Regions from separate parts of the Mus musculus genome. Here region 1 is linked to region 2. A link is a contact called in public HiChIP or PLAC-seq data. All regions are on one chromosome and are shown on one strand. The core of a region is the stretch at or near the end of the contact, and the rest is flanking DNA. Distances in the headings are between cores, read along the strand shown.

Evidence for each region. HiChIP or PLAC-seq counts read pairs in DNA pulled down with a chosen protein or histone mark.
Region 1: an H3K4me3 HiChIP or PLAC-seq map of embryonic limb bud shows a contact between it and region 2, with 5 times the contacts expected there. The contact joins the enhancer-like site here to the promoter of Mn1 in region 2. A contact is called at or near these places in 8 of 39 promoter capture datasets (the 3T3-L1 cell line, the C10 cell line, the HPC-7 cell line and 5 more), 13 of 484 Hi-C or Micro-C datasets (the BV-2 cell line, DN3 thymocytes, LSK cells and 8 more), 18 of 115 datasets of contacts at active chromatin or transcription factors (SST interneurons, VIP interneurons, bone marrow-derived macrophages and 13 more) and 2 of 9 other capture datasets (adipose tissue and embryonic stem cells).

What each region holds. Positions count from the first base shown.
Region 1 is chr5:111,647,072-111,650,648 of GRCm38.p6, reverse strand. No RefSeq gene overlaps it. Among named protein-coding and RNA genes, the nearest start is that of Gm36386, 15 kb to the left of the region's middle. Within about 2 kb of position 1,383, at least 50 of the 459 cell types and tissues checked have an H3K27ac peak or open chromatin away from gene starts, as enhancers often do. A contact at or near this core is called in VIP interneurons, adipose tissue, cortical neurons and 4 more, where this site is marked.
Region 2 is chr5:111,415,146-111,418,936 of GRCm38.p6, reverse strand. Mn1 (meningioma 1) reads right to left here and starts at 1,637. Exons shown (of 3, transcript NM_001081235.2): 1 at 1,274-1,637; 2 at 1-1,118. The coding sequence starts at 771.

The DNA of each region.
Region 1 (3,577 bases), core at 134-2,633, 230 kb before region 2:
GGAAGGACAAAGGGAGGGAGGGAGGGAGGGAGGGAGGGAGGGAGGGAAGGAAGGAAGGAAGGAAGGAAGGAAGGAAGGAAGGAAGGAAGGAAGGAAGGAAGGAAAGAAGGGGAAGCACAAAGATATAAAACAAGAAAATTTTGTTTCTTTTTAATAGCAGGGTGAACATAAAGAAGCAGATGTCAGAAAGATGATGATAGATGATTGATAGACAGCAGATAGATAGATAGATAGATAGATAGATAGATAGATAGATGATAAATGTTAGATGTTAAATAAGTTATAGATAAATATTAAATATATTATAGATAGTGTGACTTTGCATACGCTCCGCCCAGGGAGTGGCACTTTTAGAAGGTGTGGCACTGCAGAGTAGGTGTAGCCTTGTTGGAGGAGGTGTGGCCTTCTTAGAGAAAGTGTGGCCCTGTTGGAGGAGGTGTGTCATTGTAGGTATGGGCTTTACAACCCTACTCCTAGCTGCCTAGAAGCCAGTCTGCCACTAGCAGCCTTCAGATGAAGATGTAGAACTTCTCAGCTCCTCCTGCACCATGCCTACCTGGATGCTGCCATGCTCCCACCTTGACGATAATGAACTGAACCTCTGAACCTGTAAGCCAGCCCCAATTAAATGTTGTCTTTTATGAGTTGCCTTGGTCATGGTGTCTGTTCACAGCAGTAAAACCCTAACTAAGGAAGAGAGTTAGGTAAATAGATAGATAGTTGATGGATTAATAGATGATAAATGATATATGGTAGACAGACAGACAGACAGATAGACAGATAGATAGATAAACAGGGACTGTGTAAACAGGCTGTGAGAGATGTCTTTGAACTCAGTATGTGCACCTGCCTCCTTCTCCCCGACTACTGCTGGAACCTTTCCCCTCTGAGCCTCGTCCACCCCATTAGGGTCCCCCAACCCAGACACCACCTCCCTCCATCCTCCGTGGGATCCCACACAGCTTCTCTCTCTGACAAGCCAGTGTTCCAAAGGCCCCAGCGCAGACTCTTCGCTGAGTGCTGGGCCAGCAGCGTGTAGCCCCGAAGAAAACTGCAGGAAAGGCAGTTTTCTGAAGCTGTCTATGGTTAGCCATCCTCTGTGGCAACCTGGGCCTCAGTTTCCCCATTCTCTCTGTGCAGAGGTGCACACCTGCCTCCAAGGGGTTCTGTGAAGGTCAAGTTCTCAGAACAACAGCTGTTTGCCGCAGTTACTAATCTCAAGTAACCACTTTCCATGCAGAGAAATGGAAGCCCGGAGAGGGCCAGTCAGTATATCTGGGACATGTGACACAGCCCTCATTACCATGCGCTCAGTCCTAACTCTGGGAGAGGGCAGAGCCTGACCCTCACACCCACCGAGTTCCATCCTGTGGCACCAGGCACAGGAAGAGCCTCACTTCCATGGAAAACTCCCCGTCGCCCCACCCCCCAGTGACCAGGAAAAGCAGCCCTGAAGGCTGTCTGCTTTTCAAATTTCAGTCGCCATGGCAACCCAGAACAACTATTTATGTGACATCTCTGCCGTCCAAGTCTCGCAGAGCACAGCACGCTAGAGAGGCAGCTCGGTGCTTCCAGAACAACACATTTTTTCAATCAATTTAAGGCTGGGACTTTTTTAAAAATATAAACACACATAAAATATGCTGTACAAAACTTTAAGAGCTACCCGGGAAATGCTGGTTTATATAGCCCATTCTCCCCTCAGGAGAACCTTCTGATCCTGACGTGACAGGTGAACTTCAGGTCTCTACCCGGCACCAGCTTTGTGCCTCTTGGGCTGAGTCATTAGACCTTGGGAAGTGAATGCAGGTCTCTGGCCCAGAGAAGGACGCATTTGGGTCCAGTTGGACCCCTTACTCAATATTGGGGATTGAGGAGGACCTCAGTGGATGTCCAGGGCAGAAACATTGCCTGGGGGAGGGAGATGACCACAGCTGCTGGGTGTTAGGACTGTCGAAAATTTTGGCTCTCAGCTTCCCGTCAGCCACGCACATGCCGTTCCCTTTGCTGGACTTCCCTCGGTCAACCTGTCAAAAAGGCCACGGTTGGGCTGGGTGCTGTGTGAGCCTTGGAATCCCTGTTTTCAAACAAGAGGTCCCAGCTGCTCTCTCTCTCTCTCTCTCTCTCTCTCTCTCTCTCTCTCTCTCTCTCTCTCTCTCCCTCCCCCCCAACTCTCTGCAGCAGAATTCTGCAGGAATGCTGGCCACTGCATCAAGCTGGTAAGGAAAGAAACCAAGTTCTCTGAGGTCAGAGGAACCAAGTTCTCTGAGGTCAGAGGTCACCGCCACGGTCTGATGACGATGGTGCGGCTTGCCGTTCCGTCCCCCTGTGCCACTCCCGTTACCTTCTCCAGGTCTCACACGGTGGTGAGTGTGAGGACCCACATCCAAGGCTCAGGGTCACACACAGCAAGTGTGCACAGGAAGGAGCCTCTGCCCTAGATGCCAACAGCTGCTTCCTCAGCAGGTCTAGCCTCAGGTTGTCCCTTCCATCTGACCCCAACACATCAGATCCCTTAACCTGTGGTCTAACCATGTCACTTCTGCCTGAATTCCTATGGGAGCCAGGGCTCCCAATAAACATTCAAGTGCACCCCACCACATCTGTCCCAGGAGTCAAGCAAGTCTCCAAGGTCTGGTTACAGCTGTCCTGCAGACATGCTAGTCTGGCCACCTCACCTTCGTCTGAGCTCCATCCTTAGAAGCAATGATCCAAAAAGTGAACAAGTCCGTATGTCTGTCCCCTGCTGACATTCCTGGCCACGTCTCACACCCCAAACACCATCCAGATAAACTTCAGACCTCCACTCCCCCCTGCTGCTTGACTCTCTGCCTCCACCCAGCTGCTGTCCTTTAAGAAAGGCGCAATGGCCCTGTCCAGTGAGGAAGACTGCCCTCACCAGGCCTTCACCATAGGGCCGCCCGCATCAGAGCACTTCTCCTGTGTGCTTCCACATGTGGCTCCTCTACCTTCTCATGTTCACAGCGTGCAAGTGCGCACGAGTCCACACACACACACAAACACAGACACACAGAGACACACACATGACTTCCCCCACACCAAGATTCTGCTCTCTAGCAGAAGGATTGGAGCAGAGGAAATGCTGGATAAACAAATGCAGGAAGACAAGTGGACAAGGGTGAGATGGGGCAGGCAGTGTGGGTAGACAGTCTGAGAGGATGATCAACGAATGCATGAGGAGATTGATGAACAGATGGGTAGATGTATGGGTGGAAGGGTTCAGGGATGGATGGGTGGGTGGGTGATTGGGTGGGTGGGTGAACAAGAGGATGGATAGATGGGTAGGTGGAAGGATGGATGGATGAATGGATGGATGGATGATAGATGGATGGGAGGATGGGTGGATGGATGGGTAGATGATAGATGGATAGATGGTTGATGGTTAGATGGATGGATGGATGGATGGATGGATGGATGAATGGATGGATGGATGGATGGATGGATGGATGGATGGATGGATGGGTGAATGGATGGATGGGTGGATGAGTGGATGGATGGATAGATGGATGGATGGGTGGATGGATAAATGGATGAATTAGTGATGGATGGGTGGGTG
Region 2 (3,791 bases), core at 388-2,887:
TGGCAGCTGCCCTTCAGAGTCAGAGGGTGAAAACATGTCAAAATGTCCTGAGGGCGGCTCGCTCGGGTAATTGTATTCCAGGGAATCTACGGCTCCTTGGTTCGTCACCCTCCGGGGCTCCAGGCTGTGAGAATCCGAGCCGCTAGAGGCGGACAGGCCGTGAAAAGAGGCAGCCCGGTTAGGGCTCTGGTCCAGAGGCAGGCACGGGGCAGGCACGGCGTGGCCCGAGGTGCCCGAACTATGGAAGTCCGGGAGGTTTCCTGGCCGCTGCGGGCCGAAGCCCTCCGGCCCCTGGCTCTCCGCCATGTGCTCATAACTCTCTGCGAAGGGAGGCTGGCTGCCCAGGCCGCCCGCTGCACCTCCGTAGCCAAGCAGCCGGCCCCCGTGCAGACATGAGGCACCTGGATCCGGACCACCGAAGTTGCCCCCAAAGTGGGGGTGATGCTGGTGCGGGTGATGGCCTCCGGGATGGCTGTGGTGAGGCTGCTGACCGCCGAAGAAGCCATGCACAGGCTGCGCCTGCAGCCCCCCTGCGTGCAGCTCGGAGTGGCTGCGCGCATGAAAGCCGTAGGGCTCCATGTTCAAGCCCAAGATCGGGGGTTCGCCCAGAGCGCTTATTGCAGGGTCCACGGGGCCAGTAGGAGGCCCGGCGTGGAAGGCAGGAGCCTTAAAGTGGGCGTTCATGCTCAGTCCGGCTTCGTTAAAGTTCCCCTCGCCCTGACCAGCGTGCCGGCTGTTGATCTGGGGCTCGAATTGGTCCAGCCCAAACATACTTGGCGGGGGCGGGGGGGGCGGGGGGGGGGCGGGAGGGGATCAATAGGGCATGACAGCCTGCTCCGCCGCGCGCCTCCGGCCAGGTACTCGCCTCAGCCGAGGTTCCGGCGCTCCGGGACGTTCTGCACCGCGGGGCGCAGCGCTCACTGCCGCCCGGCCCAGCGCGCGGGCGCTGGCTAGGAGCTCTCTCCGCTGCTCTTCGGAACCTCGAAATCGACCCAAGCGGGCCTCTCACGTCTTGCGAGGCCGCGGCGCCTCCTGGAGCCTTGTCGGGGGGCCCATGCCCCGGGTCGATGGCACGGTCGCGGGTGGGTATGCGGAGAGGAGACCTGGAGGCCGACGAGCTGAGACAAAAAGTTAGATAGGGGGGAGGGAAGGGGACGGAAGAGCAGAATGATCACCTCTGGAGTCCGCGGCGCGGCGGCTGGGGCCGTAGCGGAGCCCCTTGGTCCTTCCCCTGCCCCGAGTCCCCGCTCCCGGGCCGCACCGGCTCCCGCACCTCCGGTCGGCCGCGGGCGATCGGCGGCGAAAGCCTCAGCGGCTCGGAAGACGGGCTGCTCCGCTCCTCATCGCCGGTGCTGGATTCACAGCAGTAGACGCGGGCGCCGGAGCGGGAACGCAGGCTGCGGGAGACGCGCGGCTCCGCGGCTCCGCGGCTCGGGCTCGATCGCCGGTCGCCGCGCGAGTTCGCGGGAGTCTCGGGCCGCGCGCGGGAGGGGAGGCGTGGGGCCGGCGGTTCCGAAGCTGTGGTTCCCGCCTCCGCACTCCACGGGTCCCCTCGGACCCGGGAATGGGCCGCGCGGGCGAGCAGGGCGCGCGGGGCGGGCGAGGCGCTGCGAGGTCCGGGATTCCGCTCCGCGTCTGCCTCTCGCCGGCGCCGGGAGAAGCAGCAACAAGTTTTGCGTTTCAGCAATCCATTCCAGCCATTACCTCTGCACCAATCAGCGCCGCCCGAGCGGGCTCGGGGGCGGGGCTCGCTCTTAAGGTGGTCCCGGGTCCCGGCTGCGCAGGCCCGGCCACCAACCCGCGCTACTCCGGGTCCGGCGCTACGGCGTTGGGGGTGCGCCCCAGGTGCCCCCGGCTGGGGAGGGCGCGAGCCTAGGACGACGGCGGGAGCCAGGCTTTGTCCGCCCCCTTCCCATTCACGCTGTTCTCAACTCCCCACCCCCAACCGGAGCCAGCGCGACCTGCGGGGTGGGCAGGGGGCGGGGAGGTGGGCGGTGAGCTGTGCGGGGCGCACAGACAATGGGGTAGCCTGGCAGAGTCCCCGGACGCGCCAGGGAAAGTCGCTAAGTGTCGCCTGTGCTGCAGCCCGGGGCAGCGCCCCAGGGAGCCGGCCCTGGCAAGTTCACGAGGTGATCGCCGAGGGGAAACACGAAGTAAGGTTGTCTCTGCGACCAGAGACTGGCTCGCTCCTTCCCTAGTCTCCCACCGTCCGCGGCTTCCGGTTCTCTGCCGCTGGCTCCACCGGGAAGAAGCCACGCACCCTCGGCCGCTTTGTGGAGCCACTTCGGGTGAGCCCGGCGCGGGAGCGACGAGGCGAGACAATGCGAAACCCTGAGGAGAGCGACGCGCAAAGGGCGCACGGGGTGGGGGCGGGGGTGGGGGCGACACCTTGCTGCGGCCACAAGCAGGCAGGCCCAGGCCCTGAAGGGCGCGAAGTTGGCCTCCTTAAAAGATCAATTAAACTGAAGAGGTCAAAGAACGGAATTGGATTGTGATACTAAAATCAATAAGAGTGATTTAATACCTACCCTATTTCATATGGAATATTTATCCCAATAATCTTACTTAAAATTGTTTAGATCTTTCTACTCCTCACGGAGTAGAGGCTGAAATCTATCTTGCAATTAAAAGTTAGAAGTTGGAGGTGATAGGAGGTGGAGGTGTTTATTCTGTGGACGCGCGCGCACCCAAGCGCCAGCATGCGTGTGCGAGTTTTCCTCTCAAAGTGTAAGTAGGGGAGGAGGGGCGGAAAGGCTTTTAATTTTCCTTGTCATGAAATAAAGCGAGACAATTTTGCTGGCAAGCCAGGATTCTTAAAAGAAGAGGGGAAAAGAAAAAAAAAAAACTTTCGTTGAAGTGCCCCCGATATCGCTATTAAATCTAAATAAAATTAAGCACGGTGTATAAAAATGCCTTCCCCCCCCCCACAAAAGAAAGTGTTTATCGCCCAAGTCTGTCTAGCGTTTGCTAAATTACGCATGAAATCTGAAATGAAATAAACGTTATAATAAAACCAACCCGGAGCCCTTTTTATTTAAAAACCTCAGATTAAGCACTCCACTGTCGCGGGCATGAGTTAAAAGTTACCGTGTCATTCGCGGCCGATTCATTACTCCCTGGAGCTTCTGAGGAAAGAAACGTTGGAAAATGGGCTCGATTTAGGAAGGGGGGGCAGGAAGCCCCAAGAGACGTCTCAAGAAATCACACACACACACCCAAGACACACACTCTTTCACACACACAAACCCATCCCCCACACACTCACTCACCCCCACCCCCACCCTCACACACTCGAAATAAAAGCTCTCAGGAAGCTGCAACAAGCTCGGGTTTTTCCTGCAGTCTACAGATTTTTTTTTCTTTTGAAATTAAAAATGAAAATTACCCCCACCAAAAAACGGGGCCCATAAATAAGCATTGGGAAGAAGTATTTGTGCAGGGTGGTGGAGTTTTAAAAGGATTTTTCTGCAGGATCAGGTTGTTGGTCTGTGATTAAATATTGATTTTGTGTAATTAGTTTTCATGCGAACTATCCTCTTGCTGATAGCTTAGAGGTTTCAGAACTAGAAAAGAAATGGAATTGGACATGGAAATTATTACTTAGCAAAGTGACAGGGAAGGAAAGCCAGCGAGAAGACAGAGGCTTTGCCTGTGTAGGCACAAAGGAAAGAGCACCCCGTTAGACACCCCCAACTAACCCTCCAGGCCCAGAGCTGAGGGCCCTTGAACCTCCTGGGCAGAAAGGGGGAAGAGTTCCGGAATAGATGTCAGGAGGAGACCCCAGGTAGCAG